3 separate regions of the Sus scrofa genome follow, and regions 1 and 3 are each linked to region 2. Evidence: chromatin contacts called from public HiChIP or PLAC-seq and promoter capture Hi-C data. All regions are on one chromosome and are shown on one strand. The core of a region is the stretch at or near the end of the contact, and the rest is flanking DNA. Distances in the headings are between cores, read along the strand shown. Region 1 holds the start of LOC100156657. Region 2 holds the start of ANKS1A (ankyrin repeat and sterile alpha motif domain containing 1A). Region 3 holds the start of PACSIN1 (protein kinase C and casein kinase substrate in neurons protein 1).

Region 1 (4,790 bases), core at 457-2,956, 480 kb after region 2:
TTCCCCATCAGTCAGATGGTGGCAATTCTAAGCAAAAGGCCAGAGTTCTCACCTGTCCTCTGGTTCCTAACTGGGTATTACTCCTTCAGATCTGCCCTCAATTAATTGCCGCTGGTAGGACTTGAGGAAGTGAAGTGGCTCAACCATGTCCATGCCATTGGCTGCCCCTGGCAAGAACAATGACCCATGCCACCCCTGTATCTCCATTAGCACTTGAGGATTCAGGAGACCTTAACCTGCCACAACTTTTATGTCCTTGGACGTTTTCCATCACCTGCCAATCTGGAATTTTCCCAATTGCATGTGATTGTGGTGGTGGAGAGGAGGGTGTGGTATAAACTATACACACACAGTTTGACGTAACTTTATTTATTTATTTGCTTTTTAGGGCCGCACTGGTGGCATATGGAGGTTCCCTGGCTAGGGGTTGAATTGGAGCTACAGCTGCCGGCCTATACCACAGCCACAGCAACATGGGATCCCACCCACCTCTGCGACCTACGGCACAGCTTATAGCAATGCCAGATCCCCAACCCTCTAAGCAAGAACTGGGATTGAACCTGCATCCTCATGGATACTAGTGGGATTTGTTTCTGCTGCACCACAACGGGAACCCCTGACTTAACTTTAGACTCACATGTAGTTGTAAGAAATATTAGCAATCCCTCATATGCTTTGGCCGGCTCCGCCCAGTGCTAACATTTGCAGAACTGTAGTATAACATCACAACCAGGACACTGACACTGGTAAAATCCAACAATCTTATTCACATTTCTCCAGTTAAGTGTGTGACATTGTGACATTTTACTTACCAAACCAAGCTCACCTACTGATCAAGCTACCTGTGACCCAGGGGGACTTCACCTCATAGCTCCGTCTGTGCCTCAGAAAACTGGAAGGAGGTTAACAGGGAATTTAAAATACAGGGTATGCCATGTGCCAGGCTCTACCCATGTCACTGTGTAATCTTTATAGCAGCCTGTTTTGCCAACTTTAAGACTGAGGCATAGAGAGGATGGCTGGGTGGGTGTATCCAAGGTCCATGGGCTGGGCAGGTGCGACTCTGGACCTGCATATTCTACCCTCTGGGCAGAGCACAGAGGGCCAGGCTGCAATACTACCGTCTGTGCGGTTCTATAAAGACTAACAGGGCGCGGAGTTCCCATCGTGGCGCAGTGGTTAACGAATCTGACTGGGAACCGTGAGGTTGCGGGTTCGATCCCTGGCCTTGCTCGGTGGGTTAAGGATTTGGCGTTGCCGTGAGCTGTGGTGTAGGTCGAAGACACGGCTCGGATCCCGAGTTGCTGTGGCTCTGGCGTAGGCCGGCGGCTACAGCTCCGATTCGACCCCTAGCCTGAGAACTTCCATATGCTACAGAAGAGGCCCTAGAAAAGGCCAAAAGACAAAAAAAAAAAAAAGACTAACGGGGGCGCTTGTGGGGCCAGGGCTCCAACCAGATCAGCACGCAAAGGAGACCAAGCTCTGCCTGGAATGTGAACTCCCAAGCGCTCCCGCCCCGGGGGACGCCGGGAAGCCGCGCGCGCCCCGCCCCTCCCCGCTGCGCAGCCCTCGGCTGCCCCCTGCCGTCGCGTGGTGGTCCCTGCAGCCCGGGCCGTCTCCGCCTTCGCACCGCCCATTCCCCGCCTCCTGATTGGCCGCTCCAGGAGTCTCCGGGCCTTCTGCCTTCCGATGCTGTGGCCCCGCCCATTTCCCCGGGTCCTTTGATCACGCGCCTGCCGGCTCTTCCGGGGCCCGGGAGCCAACCGAGGGCGTTCCACTCCGGGCTGCAGCGGCGGGAGGTAAGGCATGGCCGGGTTGGATGGGCTGCAGAGCGCCGGCACAAGTCCACGCCTCGGGGTGTCGGGATTCCGGGATACCCGGGCCCCTCTGCGCTCCCAAGTTCCCCTCCCCCGGCCTGAGCCTCCCAGCGCCATGGCAACTACCTCCCGCACGCCGTTGCTGGTCCGCGTCCTAAGAACGGCCTGTCACTCTCCCTATCTCGGCATGTCCCCTCGACTGTGGGACGGTGCGATTCTGGGACGGTGCGATGCGACTGGGCAAGCCCGCAGCCCCCACGGGCCCCGGGACCGGCCCAAGCTCATACCTTGCCTTCCGATGGGAACCGAGGCGAACCGAGGTCGCAGACCGCGGGGCATCGGCGTTGAGCCTCCACGGGCAATCTCCTTCCCTCTGTCATGGGAACTGACCCTCTCCACCTCCGCCTGTCAAACCCGGGCCAGGAGGGGAGGGACTAGGGCGGAGCCCCGAGTGGGGATCAGGGGAAGGTGACATCACCTCGCAGATGCAATCCAGTCCTGCCCACTTGTGTCTACCCTGGCACATGAGACCAGTGGGGGAAATGGTGCCCAGGAGATATGTCTGGAGTGACACCAGGGACAAAGAGGGCATATAGGACCTATGGCCTGAAGTGTGGGAATTGGACCGGGACTGAGGGAGATGCGCCCCTTCAGAAGCCCCTACCTCACCCCTAGGCTACAGTCCAGGACCCTCATAGTTTAATCTTAACCTCCTTATTTTGCTCCCTTGGAGCTGCTGGCAGCCCAGTGCCCTAGAAGGTTGGGCAGGGGCTGGGACCATACACCTAACCTTTCCCCAGAAATTGATAGCTGCAAATGTTTCGGCCAGCACCCTGAGCTGGGCCCCACCTTGATTTGGGGATAGGAGCTGAAAGGGCCTCAGGCCCTGACTCTGGGCCTTTCCTGGGTGCCCTTTACACCCAGGATTTGCAGAGTTGCTGGAGGGTTAACCCCAGCACACTGACCTGGAAGATCCCTTGTCCCAGCACCTGACTTAAGTTTTCACACATTACTGGCTCTTGGGGAGGGATCCAGAGCCTAGGTGTCTCTCTGGGTGACATTGACAACCTCCTTCCTCCTCCCCAGGGAGCCCAGTGGAGGCGCCCTCCCGAGGCAGCACTGCCCATGCTGACTACCCAGCCCTCCAGCTGCCGATGTCATGAGTAACACCACAGTGCCCAATGCCCCCCAGGCCAACAGCGACTCCATGGTGGGCTATGTGTTGGGGCCTTTCTTCCTCATCACCCTGGTCGGGGTGGTGGTGGCTGTGGTAAGGAGCCCCCACATCCACTCATATATACCCACACTTTTGCTAAGGCAGGGCTGGGTGGGCCTGGTCCAGCCTGCACAGGGCACCTCAGCTGTCCTGTTACGGGAGCGGAGGGTGTGGAAATGGGCCCCACTCACTCGTGGGCCATGCTGGGCTCAGCTGCCTCCACAGTGCTGTGTCTCTGTTACAGGTAATGTATGTCCAGAAGAAAAAGCGGTGAGTGTCCCCGCCCCCTGAACATTCTGCTTAAAGTTCTCCCCATGGCATCTCAGCTCCCTGCGCAGGTTAAGACGCCCCTCAGGCATTATGAAACTAGCCTGGAATTCCCTACACTCCACTGTTCGGTTTTCACACCCAGACATGTATTAGAGCTCTAGTGTACCCCAAAAGGCACCCACTGGAAGCGCCCCCGCCAGGAGCAGTAGAGACGGGGCAGTCAGGTGTCTGTGGACCCCCGGAGCTGAACCCGTCCCATGCTCCCCAGGGTAGACCGGCTTCGCCATCACCTGCTCCCTATGTACAGCTATGACCCTGCTGAGGAGCTGCACGAGGCCGAGCAGGAGCTGCTCTCTGACGTGGGAGACCCCAAGGTGAGCACTTGGGACAGGCACAATCAGGAGAGGTGGGCCCGCGGTTTGCACCCTTGAAGCCAGAGCCTTGCTGTGGCTAGAGGGCTACCTCCTCCAAGGTTGTGCGGCAGACTCCTGGCACACAGCCCGTGGCATGATCTCCCTCACAGGTGGTACATGGCTGGCAGAGTGGCTACCAGCACAAGCGGATGCCCTTGCTGGATGTCAAGACGTGACCCGAGCCCCTTGCCCTCATCTTCAGAACCATGGGGTCCTGGACCCTGCAGCCTGCTGCTTCCCCCCAACTCCCAGCTCACCTTCCTGGGTCTCCACGCCCCCCACCCCCCTGTGCCTGGCAGCACCTGTTCCCTCAGCCCCACATAGCAGCCAAGCCCCAGTAGCATCTCACCCCCAGCTAGGCCTTCAGTTTTCTGGGGCCAAAGGGCAGAGCTTCGCCCTCCCTGACCCAGCTGTGGAGCCACTTCTGTGGTGACAGGGCCTGATGTATAGTACTCTGTATGTATATTTTGTAAATAAAATGTTTTGTGGCTATAGGGGTGCAGCTGATGTCTTCTGGGGGGGCTTAAGGTACCTTCTGTGGAGCCAACACCAGCTTTTCCCCTTCCTCCCCCGTCCTGGGCAGAGCCCTTCAGGAGCGACCCCTGCCCAGAGACATAAGAGACTCAGTCCAGAAAAGGACATTTTTTTATTCAAGTAACTGCAAATAGGAAACCAGAGGGGGGGGCCCCCAGGCTGGGACAAATATCGGCTGCCTCCTCCCTGACAGAACGGGGAGAAGGCGGCCCCTACACCTGACAGTCAACACAGGCCCCCCTCCTTACTCTGCTGCAGCATCCTAGGGGCAGGGCCCCACCTTCCCTGGGACCGGGGTGGTCTGTGACCCAGCCTGCTTTGCCCCAGGCCCCTTCCCCTAAGAGGGTCTTGGGGGAGGAGAATGTGGGCAGAACAGGAGGCGATGAGGATGAACATTTGGCGCTGGTAGCAGCAGCAATGACGGATGTCTAAGAATGAAACATTGAACAAAAACAACACAACTGTCCAGAGGTAGTTTGTGAACAGAGGAAAGATGGAACCAGAACCTTGGGGGGCGGGGGAGGAGCAGAAGGGTGGGAG
Region 2 (4,780 bases), core at 903-3,402:
GCACCACCTTCCTCTCTTCTCTCAGACATCAGAAGAGCAGAAATATCAAAGAAACCCAGGTAAGATTCAAAACCCAATTTATGCATTCAAAGTACATGTACTAAACATCGTGTCAGGCTCCGCTATAGGAACAGGGAATATAAACATAAAGACCAAGTCGTTCTGAAAGGTGCAAAGATCCTCATCCGTTATTATTTTCTTTTCTCACACTCAACCACTTACGGCTCCAGGCAGTGACCCACTAGCACCAAATAAGTCTCCTTTCCCACCTCAGTGCACCTGATCATGGTGTGCCCACCTGGAGTTCCCTCACAGTACTTCACCTATTCAAGTCCTCACATCCTTCAAAGTCAGCTGGTGCCCTCCCCCCGCCCCTTTCCTAGAAGCCCTGATCTCCATTTCACCCCAAAGTGACTTCTCACTTCTCTGAACTAGTAACAGAGTCCCACCATCAGTTATGTAGAAATGTATCACTAATTTATTCATTCAACAAATCCTGAGTACTAACTATGTGACAGCATTGTTCTAGGGGCTGGGAAAACTGTAGCAAATGGTACTGGGTTTTGTCTCCCCAGAAGAACTCCCTGGGAGTGAGTTCCCATTGTGGCTCAGGGGCTTACAAACTTTACTAGTACCCATGAGGATGCAGGTTTGATTCCCTAGCCTCCCTCAGTGGGTTAAGGATCTGGCGTTGCTGTAAACTGTGGTATAGTTCACAGATGCAGCTCAGATCCCATGTTGCTGTGGCTGTGGTGTAGGCCGGCAGCTGCAGCTCTGGTTCCACCCCTAACCTAGGAATTTCCATATGACGCACCTGCGGCCCCAATAAAGCAAAAAAAAGAAAGAAAGAAAGAAAAGAAAGAAAAAGAAAAGAAAAGAAGAAAGAAAATGAACTCCCTGGGAGAGTTCTCCTCTTAAACTGCTTTTTAAAATCTTCCTGTGTAGACCTGGGTTTGCACTCAGTGCTTAATACCTAACAATTTATTTGAGCCTTGGGCTTCTTTGGTCCAAGCTCACTCAAATTGAAGTTACATAAACTAATGTGGAACAAAAGCAAACCAAGCCATTTCTAAATGAACTTCCACTTCTTAGAAACCTCAAAAGAACAAGGAAGGAAAAGAAAACAGGCTATGAAAGTGCTGCTGAAACAACACATTTTACTCACAGTGACAAGGCACCTCCAATCCCCCCTTCAAGATGCACAAAAGTGACCTTTTTTTTCTCTCAATCCTTACAGCTCCAGATTCAAGTGTTTAACAACAGTCCTTGGAAAAGTTTAAAGCACCCCTCAGTTTCCTAAACAAGTTTTCCTAAACCTTTATTTTTTGATGAATAGACCCCTTGATGAACACTACATATGCCACTTAACAGACTAATCCAATGAGGTTCGCTACATGGAACCAGACTTTAAACTCCAAGCACAAAGGGGGCTGAAAGAAAAACATTTTGAACCTGATAAACCCAAAGACAATTTTAATATAAACGACAAAAGCCACGTCCTGCAGAGCCTGGTGGAAGATTCCAAGTTCCCAAAAGAAGGGAATCAAGAGAATTTCCTCCAGGGGAACCGCGAGATTCTGCAAGGCGTGGGAGTTTCTGCAGGAGATGAGGGAGATTTAAAACACATTTTTTTTTTTCCTCTAAAGTGGCTTGTGAGATACAACAGCTGGCACCCGCCAGCGGGCGAGGGTGCAGCCGGGCTGTGCCATGCGGCGGAGGCTGCCACCTGGGCACTCCCACCATTCTTCGCAGCTGGGTCAGGAGGCGAGATGAGAGGAACCCGAAGCCGCGCGGACCCGCACCGGTGCCCCCTGCCCCTTGGGCCGCCTGCCCTCGCCCTGGGGCAACCCGCAAACCCACCCCGCTAGGGTCTCTGGAGCCCCGATCTCTCTGGAGACCCAGGAGACGGGCGGGGGAAAGGGGATCTCCAGGCGGCTGCCGGGTATCGGAGCGTTACTCACCTGAGCAGACTGGACAGAGGATGGCTCGAGGAGCTTAGACCGCCGCCGCCGCTGCTGCCGCCCCCGGAGCTGCCGCCACCGCCGCCGCCACCCCCGAAGCCTGAGGAGAGCCGCTTCCCGGACAGCAGCTTCTCCACGGCCGGGAGGTGCCCGGTGCGGGCGGCCTCCAGCAGCTCCTGCTCTTTCCCCATCCCCAGGGCCGCCGCCCCCCGGACCTCCTCCCCGGGGCCGCCGCGGAGCCTGCTCTGGCTCCCAAACTTTCCGTCTCCGGGCAACGCACCCCCCAAACCGGCCGGGGACACCACCCCCTCCCCCCGCCTTTTCCCCCAGGAGCGCGTCACTTCCGGGATCCGGCGTCACGCGTCACCGCGCCCCTGCGCCCCGCCCCTTTGCCCACCTAGCTGGGCGGGGCTCGGAGGGCGGACACAGGTGGCTGGGGTCTGCGCCAAGTGGCCTTGGTTGAGCCGAGATTGTCCTCTCTGGGCGAGAGGAGGGTGTCGTGTGGTCACCTGCTGTACAAGTGGGAAGCTACAGATTCGCTCCACCTGTGCGCGCCTCCCGACGTGTTCTTCTTCCTCAAAGGTTTTGGGAGCTCGCAGGATAGGAAATACGGTAATTCATCCAGGCAATGTAGAAACAAAGAGAGAAATATGGCAACGCGCATCTACATTTCCAAGTCCATTCATTCAGCACGCATAAATTAAATACGTAATAGATGTGGGAACCTAGTAATACAGAGGTGAATAAAATGCCCCCTTCCGTACTTCAATGAGGGAAGAGAGGGAACTTTTAAAACAAAAATATCCCCACTTAATGCTCCCAACTCTGAAACGGTTCGTTAAAGCTAAACATTCAAAGGGAAGGCTTCTCTCCCAGTAGGATGTTTCCTCTTTCGATGACATTAACCAAGCTGATATTAAAGTCAAATGTGTGAAACCGACCCCGACCTTGAGTACTGGGGAATTGGAAAAATCATTCAACTGGGTAGAGATTATGTCTTTTGTTTCTGGTACTAGCATTGTTCCTGGCTCGAAGTAGGCGCTCAATCGTTGTGGAGTGAATAAGGAATTGGATAAATTCGGTTCAAGCTATAGGACTTTTCTTTTTTTTTTACGTTTTTGAGGAACAAAAGAGAAATGCTGGCAATTCAATGTAAACACAGGACCGCCGTCTCTGTCCAATTGTACTGCCTGAGTTTACCCGGTAGCCACAGGGAGTACAACGGAATTGAGTTTCCTCCCGTCCCCAAGATTTCTTCTGAGGAAAGAGAATGAAGGACAAGAGTTAACTGACATTGCGTTTTTAGAAAGACGGAAAGGAAAAAGACGCCCTTCAGTAAAAAGCGCAGCTGTCCTTTACAAATACTGGTTTCCCAGGGTGGAAAATACACAAACTGAGTTCAGTACCCTCAATTTTCCCTCTCCCCACCGCCACCAAATCAAAACGGAGCCCTGATGTCCTCTACACGCGCCTGTAAATGACCCCTCTAAGGAGCGGTGTGGGTGACGTCATCGCAACGCGACGACAGGAAGTGAGCTCCTGGGCTGCTGTGCTGCGCGGGGTCCCGAGCTCCTAAGCCCTCGATGTCCTTTCCCCTCTCCTTCTGACCGCGATGGATAATGCTTGCGAGTCGCCCGCGGAAAAAAGTGGAGAAACAGGGGAGGCAGATGAGATGGCTGCTGCTCCCGGGGCTCCCGGGGTTACGGACACGGACGGAATCCCGGAGGAAACGGATGGAGACGGAGATGGGGACTTGAAAGAAACCGCGGCTGAAGAAGGCGAGGTAGGGAGAGATGTGTCCATGAGGCCGGAGTTGTGTCAGTGGCTTCTCGACAGGCTTCCTGGTTGGTCCCAAGCTAGGATAGTCGAACTCACCCTGACTCTTTAGCTGTGCAGTCGCGGGGTTGCGGGGAGAGAGAAGACAAAAATCTTAGTACCGCTTAGGTTCTAAGGACCGAATACTGGATCAGCGTTTTTAATCCCTGCCCTTAGACATTTAAGCTTTTTCCCCACCACCAAGTTCCTGACCCAGCGGCCGGAAGTTCCCGGGCCAGGGATCGAACTGTCCCAGTGACAATCGCGGGATCCTTAACCTGCTGAGCCACCAGGGAACTCCTAAAGGAATTTCAAATAGCCTCTTGGTCTTCCTGGTGATGAAAATGGGGTTCATGCCACACTGAGACTTAAGACGAGAGCTAGAGCCCAGGCTTCCTAGAACCCTTTTCACCACAATATAGTTTCTTTAAGGTATTGCTTAAGCATAGTTATCATTATAGGTTACAAAGTTGTTAAAGGGAACTTGGAGGTAGTTACTACTTTAGTCACGTTGTTACCCGCTTGGGACATTTAACTCCTACCAGTGACCTTGGTGCTAATCTCCAAGGGTCACTGTGGCATAAACACACCAAATCTATCAATTGGGCCACCCAAGAGTTCAGCAGTGTTGCTTCCTGAGCATCAAAGGACCAGAATCTCAGTGTTCTCCGGGTTTCATTTCTAAAGATGAATCTTGAGGTCATAGAGCTAGAATTCCTGGATGAAGTTGTGTGAGATCATGGGTTAAATGAAAACAGCCTTTCAGGGCATGAAGTTGCATCAAAATATATAAAGTTGAGAACTTTTAGAAAAACATGGAGGAGTTCCCGTCGTGGCGCAGTGGTTAACGAATCCGACTGGGAACCATGAGGTTGCGGGTTCGGTCCCTGCCCTTACTCAGTGGGTTAACGATCCGGCGTTGCCGTGAGCTGTGGTGTAGGTTGCAGATGCGGCTCGGATCTTGAGTTGCTGTGGCTCTGGCGTAGGCCGGCAGCTACAGCTCC
Region 3 (4,523 bases), core at 778-3,277, 350 kb after region 2:
GACAGAGCCCCTTGCAGTCTTATCAGCATGGCTGTCAAAGGACAACAAGGCCTGGGACGGCTCTGGGAACGTCCATGTCACAGACATAGCCTTGTGGCCAGGCCAGATCCCTTGCTGGCCGCCTCCTCTTCTGCACACAATCCCAAGATCTGTTCAGAACTCACCATGAGGACCTCAGAGGCTGAGGGTGGCCTGGCTTGGGCAGTCTCTGACTCGCTGGGGGTGACAGCACTCTCCCCAGGGCTGGGCCAAAGGTAGAGACCCCCAGTGTGAGTTGGCACCCTTGGAGGAAAGGGCCAACCCCGGGGACTGAGCAGAGCCAGATCTTCCCCAGGGCCTTCCACCAAGCCTGGGGCAGCCAGGGATTGGAACCAGGAGGCCCCCAGACTCTCCAGGGCCATTGGGACTACAGGGATGCCTCTAAACGCCACAGCTGCCCATCACTTCCAGGACCAGGAAGGGCCTAAAGGGGCCTGTCTGCTTTAGGTAGCACTTTGGTCCTGGTGGGTGGGAGGAACGTTCAGGAGGGGGCTCACCCTCCTCCCTCAGGTTGCCTGCTATTTCCTGGAGTTCAAATTGACTCATTCACTTGTTCCACAAACATTTACTCGGTGCCAGACCCTGGTCTGGGGTGCAGGGACGATGACAGATGAATCAGACAGATTCCCACCCTAAAGCACTTCCAGTCTAGTGGGCAACAAGGCACAAATAACCAGGCCACAGGGCAGGCTAGGTAGGAGGACCCAGGGCAGGAGGCAAGGATCTCTCTCACCTGGGGAATCAGGAAGCAGCCTGGAGGGGGTGGCTTCTGCATGGCTTATGGACATGTGATAGGAAAGCCAGGTGGTGAGGGATAGAACCTCCAAAATCAGGGACGGCCCTGTTTGCACCCCCGCTATGCCCAAGCCAGGGCAGTGTGAGTTATTTACGGTGGCGCCCAGAGAAAAGCGGCCACATGTGTCCCTGCACGTGGGGTGCAGAGCTGGATGGTGGAGGGTGGGGGCAGCTGGGGCTTGAAGCTAGGTCTAGCCAAGCTCTGTGGTTTGCCACTCTGTCCCTCCCATCCTGACGACCTTTTAATCTTTTCGGGGCCTCCTGTAAGGCAAAAATAAGGAGGAGAGAGTTCTAACAGGCAGCAAGTGGCCTGGCGGGGGGCGGGTGGGGGGGGCAGTGCCAGACAGACCGTGGCTTCTGCTGTATTTGCAGGCCTTTTATCAGTCACCTCCTTTTCCTCTCCCCGCCCCATCCCAGCAATGGGGGAAGGGGTAGAGAAACAGAAAAAAATTAAAAAAAAAAATATACATATAGCTTTAATTGTAAACCAGACAGGGCGCACATCAGCTGCTGTGTTTCTCCCCAGCCCACTCTGGTCCAGAAATAGCCTACGCACCAGGCTGGCACCAGCCCACCTACCCTTCCCGTACAGGAACAAGCCAGGCCAGAGACAGACCCCCACCCCCTCTCCCCACTTCAGGCGTGGGTCCCACCTCCCCAAGGAACCTATTTCCTGCGTTTTCCCCAGGGAAAACGCCAGCTCCCTCTCGCAGAGGGCCCAGCGCAGGGACATCCTGACACTGCCTGGGTGATGCCCGTGAAGCCGGCGCTTGAAAGCACCCCCCGGCCCAGGCGCTCACCTCTCCCCAGGTAACTGGTCGACGCTCCCTCGCGCTCTGGCGGGGAGAGATGCGCGTCTGTGCGCCCACCGCAAACACGCACTCGCGAAGGAGAGCCCTCCCTCCCCACCTCCTACCCAAGGGCCAGACCCCCTACCTGGGGGCAGGCGCGCCCCGCACCATCCGCGGCGCCCCGGGGCAAAGCGGGGTGTCGGGCCCGGCCTCAAGCCCGGACCTCTTCCCGGGGGAGAGAGGCTGCGCCGCCGCGTCCCTCCAGATCTCGCTGGGGCTGCGGGAAGGAGGAAGGTCAGAGCCAGGGAGGAGGGGGAGGCTGGCGGGAGGCGTGCACAGATGGGCGCAGATTAGAGAGGCATTTTTAGCGAACCAATGGCAGCGCGGCGCAGGGCGGCGCCGTGTCTGCGCAGGTGGAAGCGCCCCGGCTGCTGAGGCTGCAGCCGCCGGCTTAGGAGGTGCAGGGGGAGGGGGGTCTGGGGGCGGGTGTCCGCACCCCCCGCTCCGAGGCCCGCGCCCTCCTCCGAGGGGCTGCGCGGCGGGCGGGTGCCGAGAGCGCTGCCCCTGCACCCTCTTCCGCAGCCCTCCTGCGGGAGCGCTCGGGACGCGGAGGTGTCGCTCCTCTCCCCCCTCTCTGCCCTTTCTCCACCTCTTAGGACATCCCTGCCGCCCTGTCTGTCTGCTTCTGACCTCTCATAATCTTGCGTCTTCGGCTCACACATACCCCAAACATACCCCCCAGGCACGGTGCGCAGGGGTGACGGCCCCTCCTCCACCCCACCCCCACCCCAATCCCTCGACTCCGCAGCAGCTTCGCCCAGAAGGGCCCCCTCGACCCCACGGGGCAGTCACTCACCCTCCCGCCCTGGTTCCAGGTGAACCTACTGTCACCACGACAGAGTCCGGACCGTCTCCTGGGGCTCTCTGGGGGGCTCCTTGTGACCCCCCCCCAATGCCGTCACTCTGGCTGCCTTGAACCCTGAATGCTTCCGGGAGCCTGGACACTGCGGACGTGCAAGGGGGCTCTCTTGGATTTATAAGAATGTATTCAATACTTATCTATTGAGAGCCTACTATGTGCTGGGCACTGATGAGGGGCCAGGCTGCAGAGCATATGATACAGACCAAATCTCTGCCCTCGGGTAGTTCGTATTTGTGAGAGAAGACAGATGTTAAATATAACAAACAGTCTATAGAATATGCTTATTTTTAGGACCGCTCTTTGAGCATATGGAAGTTCCCAGGCTAGGAGTCCAGTCGGAGCTGCAGCTGCCACCCTATGCCACAGGCACAGCAACAGGGGATCCGGGCCACATCTGCGACCTACACCATAGCTCAGGGCAACACCAGATTCTAGCTTTCTTCTGTATTTTCTGATTGCAAAACTTAGGTTCATCAAAGCTGAACCACTCCTTTCCCCATCTCCCTCTCCCTCCATTAGTGTTTTGTGCCCAGATCCAGAAACTAAGACTTTCTCCCATTCTCCCAGTTCTTTTCACTTTTCTTCTTTTTAAAAAAAAAAAAAAATATTTTATTATTATTTTTTTCTTTTTAGCACCTGCAGCATATGGAAATTCCCAGGCTAGGGGTTGAATCAGAGCTCCCGCTACTGGCCTACACCACAGCCACAGCAACGCCAGATCCCAGGCATGTCTGCAACCTGTGCCAGATCCTTAACCCATTGAGTGCAGCCATGGATTGAACCTGCATCCTCATGGATATTAGTCAGGTTCTTAACCCTCTGAGCCACAACAGGAACTCCTCTTTTCACTTTTCAAAGTATTTTTCCTGGAAGTTCCCCTGTGCCACGAGGGTTTGACTCCTGGCCCTGGAACTTCCATATGCCACACATGCAACAACAACAACAAAACAAAAACAACAGACAAACAAACCCCAGCAAAGTACTTTTCTGATCTCATATCTCCCCAATAACTTACTTTTCTCAGTCCCATTAAGTTCTGACCCACCTGGGATTCCATGGGACCTTCACATCCCACCTAGAGCCCCAAGCTAGCCCTCGGTCAGAAGCCTCCTCTGCTAGACTCTCTGTGCCATTCAGAGCAAGGAGGCAGGCGTGGCTCTCTCCAGAGGAGCTTCTTTGTGTGTGTGTGTGTGTGTGTGTTTGCTTTTTTTTTTTTTGCTTTGCTTTTTTAGGGCCCCACCTGTGACATATGGAGGTTCCCAGTCTAGGGGTCCAATCAGAGCTGCAGCTGTTGGCCTATGCCACGGGCATGGTGGCATCAGATCCGAGCCATGTCTTTGACCTACACCACAGCTCAAGGCAACACCAGATCCTTAACCCACTGAGGGAGGCCAGGGATTGAACCCACAACCTAATGGTTCCTTGTTGGATTCGGTTCCGCTGTGCCATGATGGGAACTCCCCCAGAAGAGTTTCAAATGCAGACAAAACAGAAAGGGCATGTAGACAGGAGGGGAGACCAGCACTGACCATGCATGTGGAATCAATCAATCAATCACTGAGCAAATAACAACTGGTGATTGGATCGCATGTTTAGCCTGGGAAAGCTGGAGGGAGGTGGGGTAGGTCTGAATTCCCTTTTGTTTCCTCCAACATGGAAGGCTTCCAGGAGGAGGTGACATTTTGAGGAGCTTCTCTAGTCTCATCACATCTCTGGTTGGAAAGGAAGGGCAGGGAGCATGCCCCAATTTTGGCAGAGCAGGATTCTGAAGCCCAGAGAGGAAAAGTGACTGGCTCAAGGTCACACAGTGCATCCGTGACAGAGCTGGGCTAAAAACGGATCAGACTTCTGGTCAGGTGCTGCCGTCACCAGATTCCTCTACCTCCCCCACAAACCTGCACTTGGAGGTGGGGCAGGACAGCGCGGGAAAGCCAATGGCCCAGTAGTCCCACAGTGCTTTATTTTCTGAGCTGCCT

The links. Promoter capture Hi-C pulls out the DNA fragments that hold promoters and counts their contacts. HiChIP or PLAC-seq counts read pairs in DNA pulled down with a chosen protein or histone mark.
Region 1: a contact with region 2 is called in an H3K27ac HiChIP or PLAC-seq map of alveolar macrophages. The contact joins the promoter of LOC100156657 here to the promoter of ANKS1A in region 2. A contact is called at or near these places in 1 of 47 Hi-C or Micro-C datasets (embryonic fibroblasts) and 1 of 2 datasets of contacts at active chromatin or transcription factors (alveolar macrophages).
Region 3: a contact with region 2 is called in a promoter capture Hi-C map of fetal skeletal muscle, with 7 times the contacts expected there. The contact joins the promoter of PACSIN1 here to the promoter of ANKS1A in region 2. A contact is called at or near these places in 3 of 5 promoter capture datasets (fetal liver, fetal skeletal muscle and liver) and 2 of 2 datasets of contacts at active chromatin or transcription factors (alveolar macrophages and skeletal muscle).

Annotation. Positions count from the first base shown.
Region 1 is chr7:30,328,967-30,333,756 of Sscrofa11.1, reverse strand. It overlaps LOC100156657, which reads left to right and starts at 1,706. Exons shown (of 5, transcript NM_001190191.1): 1 at 1,706-1,799; 2 at 2,904-3,087; 3 at 3,278-3,303; 4 at 3,572-3,677; 5 at 3,827-4,208. The coding sequence starts at 2,977. The coding sequence ends at 3,892. It overlaps HMGA1 (high mobility group AT-hook 1), which reads right to left. Exons shown (of 6, transcript NM_001185155.1): 6 at 4,344-4,790.
Region 2 is chr7:30,810,463-30,815,242 of Sscrofa11.1, reverse strand. ANKS1A (ankyrin repeat and sterile alpha motif domain containing 1A) reads right to left here and starts at 2,152. Exons shown (of 25, transcript NM_001246264.2): 1 at 1,962-2,152. The coding sequence starts at 2,152. TAF11 (TATA-box binding protein associated factor 11) reads left to right here and starts at 3,475. Exons shown (of 5, transcript NM_001184894.1): 1 at 3,475-3,744. The coding sequence starts at 3,574.
Region 3 is chr7:30,457,355-30,461,877 of Sscrofa11.1, reverse strand. PACSIN1 (protein kinase C and casein kinase substrate in neurons protein 1) reads right to left here and starts at 2,027. Exons shown (of 10, transcript XM_021098608.1): 1 at 1,771-2,027. The region is part of intron 1 of LOC110261506 (a long non-coding RNA gene); the gene reads left to right.